2 separate regions of the Canis lupus genome follow, and region 2 is linked to region 1. A link is a contact called in public Hi-C data. All regions are on one chromosome and are shown on one strand. The core of a region is the stretch at or near the end of the contact, and the rest is flanking DNA. Distances in the headings are between cores, read along the strand shown. Region 1 overlaps LOC119865841 (a long non-coding RNA gene). Region 2 overlaps GATA4 (GATA binding protein 4).

Region 1 (4,453 bases), core at 662-3,161:
AATAATAATAGCCAGCAAGTATGAATAACTTATGCTATAAATAACTGCTGCCTGATATCAGAGACAAGAACCTGAACTCCAAATTTTACATTCTTATTTTTTATTGTCCTTACATAAATGTAATTATACAACATATAATGAATAGATGATTTATATAACTAATATAGAGGATAATAAATATATATACTATTTAATGATTACTACATAATAAATGTAATCATTGTTACTATTATTTTAAACTATTTTAAACAAAGAGACAGGTGCAGAAAATCAGACTCCAATATTACCACCGCCAAGATTTAACAGGTGTAAATACTTAGTCATATTGGCTTCAGATCTCTTTAAAAGAGAAAAACATTATAGATAGAGCTAAAACCTTTATCATGCGCTCCATCCTACCCTCCCCCAAGGTAACTGCTAAGTGAATTTATATTTATCATTTGCAAGCATATTTTATACTTTTTCTACATGTGTATAAATAAGATATAGAATCACATACATTTAAAATGCATACTAAATCATATTGAAATGAAGGGGTGACTGTTAGCCTGTCCCCATGCAGTATCTGCACATTCCAGTAGATGTCACTAGCGTTCCAGTCAGGGAGGGATATTGGGGTTTGGTTTGTGGTTGTTTTGGTGTTTTGTTTTGTTTTTCTGTTCTAGTGACAGATTTCTTTCTGTGGAAATATTAACTCTCATTTGCAGTTTGTCTACATGCAAGGTCCTAGAGTTTTATTTTTTAAAATTTAAGAGCCATCCTGTAAGCAGTGATGATTCAGATGATTTCTTTCAGTCCTCGCCCTAGAAGGAAGGCTCACAAAAGCAGGGTGGGTACAAAGGCATGAGCAGAGAGGAGGAGATCTGCATTCTAGTCCTAGCTGTACCAACCTCAGAGGCAGCTGTGCCAGCCTCTCTGGGCCTCAGTGCTCCCCTCTGTAGAATACAGGAGTTGGACTCCTTCAGAGACAGCAAAGCATAGCATTATCACATGCTGACTCTGGTCCTTTGATAGTGGTTCTCTGGGGGCTACTCTAGGGCAGAAGAAAAAAAAAAAAAAAAAAAGGTTCCATAATCTACAAGCGATAGAGGGGAACTGGCAGCACGCATGCCTGGTGTTTGCCAACCTAGAGGACAATTTCCAAATGGAAGTCCCTCCTTAGCTTTAAATCTGTCTCCTACTCTCACCACGTGACTGCGTTAGCAGCCCCCAGAGATTGGCAGGCCTGGGGCCATGACCATCATTCTGTCGGGGTGACACACAGATTTCACTTTATTCATTTTCTTTTTAAATGAGTGTGGCTTGTTTTATGTCCCAGGAAGTCTTTTTTTTTTTTTTTTTTTTTTTTTTTTTTGTCCCAGGAAGTCTTAATGGCCACTGGTCACTAAATCATAGGTGGCCAATTCAGGGTCATAGGACACAGAGGTTGAGGAACTTGAGAAATCAGGCCTTGTTTTTCCCTGAAAACATTGGGCAGATTAACCCTGGCCACCCCAGATCCATAGCAGGCCCCTGAATACAAACATCTCCTACTTCCCCACTCACTAAAATTTGCCAACAGATACTGCAAATTTGAAATCGGAAGAAGTCCAGAGAAGGAAGGGCTACCAGTTTGATATTTTTCCAAATTTGATATTGGATGTCTAATGGGAACCCCCCATTTTGTATGTCCGAACAACTCTGGTCTGGAGACTGGGGCACAGACCAAGAGTGTGGGCCATGAGCCCCAGGAGGTCCGGGTTCCCCTGTGGCTGGCTCCAGGGGGCTCCAAGCAGGCTCCCAGGCCACGTGCACCCACTGGCCCCTCCCTGACCTGCCCTCTCTCTGGCCTCAGGGCCCTGGGGGAGGCCCAAAGAGGCCGTGGGAGTTTGGCTACCATTATCCGGCCCTTATCTGAGCCCACTTAGTTCAATGACTAGGAGCCGACCTGAGGGTCACGCCTGTCTCCAGAGAGCCGGTGCTATCTCGGTGACCTGTGGAAACCTTGGCATGAGCTCATGTTTTCTGACGAAAGAGAGGACCCCTGCCATATCACTGCCCTGTGCCCCCACCCCCAGCGTCTGGCATGAGCCCGGTGAAGGCTCCACCATTACTCACTGAAATAGCAACTCTGATAACTGCCCCAGACAGAAATACATTGATGAATTCCCATTCAGAAAAGCACCTCCTCCCTCCGTCCCTCCCTCCCTCCCTCCCTCCCCTCTGCCTTCATGTGGTGCTGCTAGAATGGACACTAGACACACAGGCAGGGCCTGTCTCAGACACAACCTCAAAACTGTCACTATCCTCCCCACTCCCATCACGTAGACATGGTGACACCATAAATCCCTAGAGAACTCTGTGCCCTAGAATTCATGTTAAGACATACTTTCTCTTCATTTCAGGAAAATGCCGTAAAGACAGCAAACTTATTCTACTCTTCTATGTGTTGCAGTATCTGACACCACCTGGCAAACCGTTGGCTGCTCAATATAAATGGGCTCCATTGAACTGGACTGGGTAAGCTTGACAGAACACAGGACTAGGAAGCAGGCACCCCATTGCTAGCCCTGACTCAACTCCCTTGGGTACCTTGGGCAGGTTAATGCTCCCTCTCTGAGCCACATAGAGTTACTTTATACAGTCCTAACCTCTTTGTTCACAGCAGCATTTAGTGCATTTATATTTAATGTAATTGCTGACATATTTAAGTCTACGACTATTATGACTTTTTTCAGTCCTGGTTGCCCTATGTTTGCTTTTCCTTGCTCCTCTTGCCATCACTTAACTTGATTGATTCCATCATGCTTTTTTTCCTCCACTACTCTGGAAGTCATAATCCCTATTTTTATCATAATAACCCCAGAAATCATAACATGCAAAGTTAACTTCTTATCAAAGTCTAAGGCTGAATAAATGTTTATCCCATTCCCAGACAATATAATGACCTACAGCACTTTAATTCCATTTACCCCTCCAGCTTATACACAATTGCTATATAATTCAATTTTTCCAGTTTTTTTTTAAATCCCACTAATTATTATTATTGCTGTTTCATACCATGTAGGGTACAAAATTTAAACTTACCTGTATATTTACTCATTTTCTTTGCTCTCTATTCTTGTATCTCAGTCTTGCCATCTGGGATGGTTTTACTGTCTGCCTGAAGCACATCCCATAAGATTCCTTTACATGGCTACTAATAATGGAAAATTCCTCTGGTTTTATCTGAAAATAACAACATCTATCTGTTTATTTTGCTCTTATTCCTTAAAAAGAAATCACTGATAGAATTCTAGATTAATGGTTATATATTTTTTTCAGCACAATTGAAAATATTTGATGACCTTCTAGATTCCATTATTATTGGTGTGGTCATCCCCCCCCCCCCCCCCAAGCTACTTTTAAGATTCTTTTCTCTGTCTTTGGTTTTCTGCAGTTTTACTAAGATGTGGCTAGGATTTCTTTATTCACTTAGGGATTTATTCTATTACACTTGAACCTGTGGCTTGAGGTCTTTTATCAATTCTGCAAAATCTGTACCTATTATCCCTCAAATCTAGTCTCTATTCTATTCTCTCATCTCCTCTAGGATTCTAACTAAACATATAATAGACTCTCTTATTCTATCTTCTATATACCTTATCCTTTCTTCTCCATTTTCTATTCTTTTTATCTCTCTGTGTTGTAATCCAAGAGATCTTTCTCTGGCTAATTTCCTACTTACTAATTCTCTCTTTAGTTGTGTCTCATCTGCTATTAAAGCCAGCCAGCCATTGAACTTTTTAAATTTGGGTTAGTGTACACTTTATTTCTAAAAGTTTTATTTGGTTTAAGATCTTATGTCACTTTGGAAAGTTTCCTGCAGAGATTTTCAAGCTTCTCTTTTATTCTTTTAGGCATATTAAGTACATTTTTTGTGGGGATATGTTTGAAATGACCAACAGAAGAGAATCTCTTCCTGATTATTCCAATAATCAAGTATTTGTAGATTTATTTCTGTGGTCTGTTCTTTCTGCTTGTTCTTCTGATGGTACCTTGTTTTCTTTTGGTCCAGGTTATCTTTTATTGTGAGCTACTCATTATACTTGAAAAATATTTATAGTAATAATTTCAGATCCAATATAAAGATATGTTTCTCCAAAGAGAGTTTTGCTTGTTTCTATGAGATGCTTAGGGGCTATGCACCTCCAGAGCTGCCTTAAACCAAGTTCAAAGCTTAAGATTCCTTGGTCCACCCAGGCAATGAGAACTGCAATTGCTCACCCTCAGTAGGACAGGTACATATCTGGCTCACCATTATGCTAGGGATATAGCCCTTTTGTGAGGCCAGCATACTGTGGGAGAAATTTTCTGTTAGACTTTCCAATTTACATGGGCTTGGACCTTTGTTTCTCTGCCCTATCATCCAATCCATGAGGCTGCCAAAGGAAAATCCACATTTGCCAGCATCAGTAAATGCCTTCAAAGCCAA
Region 2 (4,453 bases), core at 529-3,028, 140 kb after region 1:
CCCAGCACCTTGCCCCCTCCACCCACCCTCTGATCCCCAGTGCGGGGAACACCACAGAAAAACCAGCCCCGTAGGCCCCAGTGGTAGAAAGGTAGGGCAGAAGGACGGCTGTGTCTTGTGGGGGAGGGGTGAGGTGGAAAACTAGAAACAAGTCTCCTTCTCCGCATAAGGGACTTAAATGTGCTCCTTGTGAAGGGTGGTTTCTTTCAGATCAGAGTTTGGGCTCTTTCCAGTAGCCCACCCTTGCAAAGGCATCCGGTAAAATCCAACACCCACATCCCCTAACCGAACTGTCAACTTCAAGTTTCTTCCCAGTTGTTCTTCTGGAGTCATTCCCCGACAGAGCAGGCTGGCTCCCGGGAGCCCAGAGCCTCATCCCTGCCGTCCTCCAAGTCCCAAGTCCGTGCAGGAATCTGAGGAGGGAAGGAGGTGACATTATGCAGTGATTATGTCCCCGTGACTGTCAGCCAAGGCCAGGCTGTTCCAAGGGTCCTGCTTGGAGCTGGCCTGTGGCGACTGGCTGACAGAAGATGTGTAGCCTTGTGGGGAGAGCTTCAGGGCCGAGAGGACTGGGTGGATGGAGGGCCCGTGGCCAGACATCGCACTGACTGAGAATGTCTGAAAGCAAAAAGCACAAGATGAGCTCAAGGGAATCACTCCTGAGGGCTCAGGATGGAGGTCTGGGCTGGAGAGGGGAGCACCATTACACAGGTGTCCCCGAGCTGGCTCCCGCCCCCAGGAAAGGGAGGAGAGGAGGGGGCTTGAGGACAAGGCAGGGTTAAGACACCAAGCAACACAGAGAAGTGTTTTTCCTAACCTCTGTGCTGTGGGATGTAAAGGGTCTGTGGGATTCATTTGCTTCTCTGAGCACTGAGACCCCATAGGTGTGTGGATATTCTGGTTTCTCAGAAGGCTCTGATGGCTACATGAGACATTTGCTATGATCTTATCACTGCCAGATCTCCATGCCCAGCCAGCTCTCCTGGCTCTGTGGGACCAGCTTCTTTACCCTGACAGTAAAAAGCCCTTTATGGAGGCACTAGGATGGCTCAGTTGGTTAGGCATCTGCCTTTGGCTCAGGTCATGATCCCGGGGTCCTGAGATGGAGCCCTGCACCAGGCTCCCTACTCAGTGGGGAGCCTGCTTCTCCCTCTGCCTCTGCCCCCTGGCTCCTGCTCTCTCTCACATACTCTTTCTCTATCATAAATAAATAAATAAATAAATAAATAAATAAATAAATAAATAAATAAATAAATAAAATCTTTGAAGGAAAAAAAAAAAAGCTCTTTAGGATACAGCCTCCCTCAAGCACATGTGGGAGAACAGATCAGAATTAACAGGAAACCGTAACCAACCTTGGGACTACCCTAATCCCAAATATGGGAGCCAAAGAGGGAAGGGGTCGGGGAGTAGGAATGCCATCATATTCGGAAGAGGCAAAGGACGGTACTGCTGACTCATCTTCTGGACACATGATGGAAGCCAGACCTGTAGCTGACCCTCATTAAATGGCACCTTGCCTGTGACCTCCTCACCACCTCACTGCACCTACCCACTCTACCGTCTACAGTTTCCACACCTTTTCCCCAGCCAGGAGGGTCTTCTTCCTTCCCTTCCTCCTGTTGAAATCTATCTATCCTTCAAAGCCAAGGTCAAACCACCTCTCACTTGGGAGGCAGACTTGCCTAGAAAGCCCACGTGTCACCTTCTGCAGCCTGCTCCAGCTGTACCACCCTCCCCCAATGCACACAGTTTGATTCAGCTTGCGGCTATGTCATAACACGTCCCTCCCCACTCCTTCTGTCCAAAGGTCTGGCATGGAGGAGCTACTCGACATTTGTGTGCCCTAGTTGCATGCCCAAGTCATTGTGACTTGATCAGATGTTCTGAAGCAGGCCCTCATTGGGACAGTCCCCAATTTCAGGCGGGACCCCAAGGGTACCAGCAGCTCCTGCTGCCACCTGCTGGGGCCCAGCTGAAGCTCTCTTTCCCATGCTGAGCCTGCCACTCGCTCCTTGGCAGTGTATCCTAGTCCCCCAGGCAGTCCTATGTCCCCGCCAAGGGGGTATACCTGGGACATGGAGCTGCTGTGCCCATAGTGGGATGATAGCCCGGGCTCTGTCTTGATGGGGCGCATCTCTTCACTGCTGCTGGTGGCCACATTGCTGGAGTTGCTGGAAGCACTGCTGGCAGGAGGAAGGCTCTCACCGCCTGAGGGACCTGGAACAAGGCAGAGTCAGGACACCCAGACTAGGGGCAGGGGCAAATGGATGGCAGTCCTTTGAGACAGCCAGGGTAGGTCTATGCTAATGACTTTATTTATATTTGCTGGGGAGTGAAGCGGGGTCCTTCATCAGTGCTGGGCGATGGTTCTCAAAATGGGAAAATTAAAATACCAGAATTTCAAGGGATCTTCTTCTATTGACAGGCTTGCCGCCCCTTATTCCAAACCCTTGAGATCACATGTGTTTCTGGATTCAAAAGCTTTTAGATTTTAATACTGTATATTATAGAACACTTCCAATGGAGTCTGAGACGACACCCCATAATTAAATACATTAATTGTTGTACAGCTAAACATGTGAATCTCCACACATGGGATAAATAAAGACTATAAATAGCCTGAGTCTGTTTAGATTAGGTTTTGCTGCCAAATCTAGCTCCCTGCATTTGGAATTGTGGAGAGGGACTGTTCACCTGAACAAATGCTTGCTTACCCTGTCACTGCAACATGTAAGGAGACGAAGTTACCTAGGGGAATGTGCTGTGCTTAGAAAACAGTGTGGGCACAGGCAGAAAGGCTGAGGACCACTGGTGTGAGACACAATTTTAATGAAACATGCTGCCAAAGGGGTAAACCGTTGTTGAATCTGGGAAAGGAGAACCTTGCTCGTGTTCTCAGGAGTGGAAAGGGGAAATGTATCTGTTTGTCATGCCTTAGATTAAGAGATAAGCTTTCCCCTGGATCAGCTGATTTACTTTCTCTGCAATGGCAGCATTTCCCCCATGAAATTTTTAATTTGGTAACAGTATCAAGGGGGGAGTGCTCTTGATACAGGAGCATGAGTCGTCCTCATTCTTAATCTAGAAACTGAGAAGGCAAAGTAGCATATGGGACAAAATATGGATCTGAAGTGTAAAAACTTGGGTTTTAATTCCAGGTCTAACCATTCACAGCTGTGGGACTCTAAATCATTAACCTCTCTGAGCCTCAGTTTCCTCAGTAGTAAAATGGAGATAATGGATTGCATGGGGATCTTTAAGGACCAATGAGATACTAATTGAAAAGCAACTTTCTAAAATGTTAAGTACTAGGGTGCCTGGGGAACTCAGTTGGTTAAGTGTCTGTCTGCCTATGGCTCAGGTCATGATCCCAGAGTCCTGGGATCTATCCCCATATCAGGCTCCCTGCTCAGTGGAGAGCCTGCTTCTCCCTCTCCCTCTGAACCAACTTGTGCTTGCACATGCGAGTGCACTGTCTCTCTCAAATAAATAAACTCTTTAAAAATTTTAATAAAATGATGTTAAAAAATACATGATGTTAACTGTACATTGGCTTACAAATCAAGCTGTTGTGAACAAGACTAATGGGGGTCCTGTCCTCCTAGATCCCAGTTATCTCAGGGAGAACAGAAAGGAACTGAGCTCTTGAGATGGAGGGACGATAGAGTTCCTTTTTCTTTCTGGCCCTCAATCCATCCAGCTGGCCTACTACCCACCTTTGCAACTGGCAGTAATCATGCAATTTGAATTGCACCTGCTTCAAAAGCGCCTAAAATGCAGCAGTTTAGCACCTGCCTTTGGCCCAGGGCGCGATCCTGGAGACCCGGGATCGAATCCCACATCAGGCTCCCGGTGCATGGAGCCTGCTTCTCCCTCTGCCTGTGTCTCTGCCTCTCTCTCTCTCTCTCTGTGACTATCATACATAAATAAATTAAAAAAAAAATTAAAAAAAAAAAAAGCGCCTAAAATGTTGTATGCTGGTGTTACTTTTCACCAGGTTTTCATTCTGTCCTGAATACCTGGGGTTGGACAATGCTATCATACCTCAGTAGCCTGGGCTGGCCCACCTAATGAAGAATACATGATTTTCACATACTCCAAGGGCCACTGAGTTATTTAGATAATTACACACAATTCTTTTCCTCACCTGCTGGTGTCTTAGATTTATTAAGGTTCTTGGGCTTCCGTTTTCTGGTTTGAATCCCCTCTTTCCGCATTGCAAGAGGCCTTGGAACCTAGAGGGTTAAAAGTCAACATATATGGTTTTCTACCTTGTACATAATCTGCTACAGTATTTAAATATGCACACACACTATGTGAAGGAAACATCTAAGCAATTCCTCTACACACCTTGGGGCTGGGACTGAATCAGCCCCTGGAACTCCTGCTGAGAAAGAAATCAAATATGTATTGAGCTCCTATACCACATGCTGTGTGTTACACTCACCCT

Evidence for each region. Hi-C and Micro-C count contacts between places; a contact is called where the count stands out from the background.
Region 2: a contact with region 1 is called in a Hi-C map of liver, with 5 times the contacts expected there. The contact joins two enhancer-like sites. A contact is called at or near these places in 6 of 9 Hi-C or Micro-C datasets (amygdala, blood and liver).

What each region holds. Positions count from the first base shown.
Region 1 is chr25:26,142,135-26,146,587 of UU_Cfam_GSD_1.0, forward strand. LOC119865841 (a long non-coding RNA gene) reads right to left here. Exons shown (of 3, transcript XR_005378218.1): 2 at 3,067-3,207. Among named protein-coding and RNA genes, the nearest start is that of DEFB136, 25 kb to the left of the region's middle. Within about 2 kb of position 1,912, at least 1 of the 20 cell types and tissues checked has an H3K27ac peak or open chromatin away from gene starts, as enhancers often do. A contact at or near this core is called in liver, where this site is marked.
Region 2 is chr25:26,282,878-26,287,330 of UU_Cfam_GSD_1.0, forward strand. GATA4 (GATA binding protein 4) reads right to left here. Exons shown (of 6, transcript NM_001048112.1): 4 at 4,151-4,238; 5 at 2,072-2,220; 6 at 436-618. The coding sequence ends at 436. Among named protein-coding and RNA genes, the nearest start is that of NEIL2, 12 kb to the left of the region's middle. Within about 2 kb of position 1,779, at least 5 of the 20 cell types and tissues checked have an H3K27ac peak or open chromatin away from gene starts, as enhancers often do. A contact at or near this core is called in liver, where this site is marked.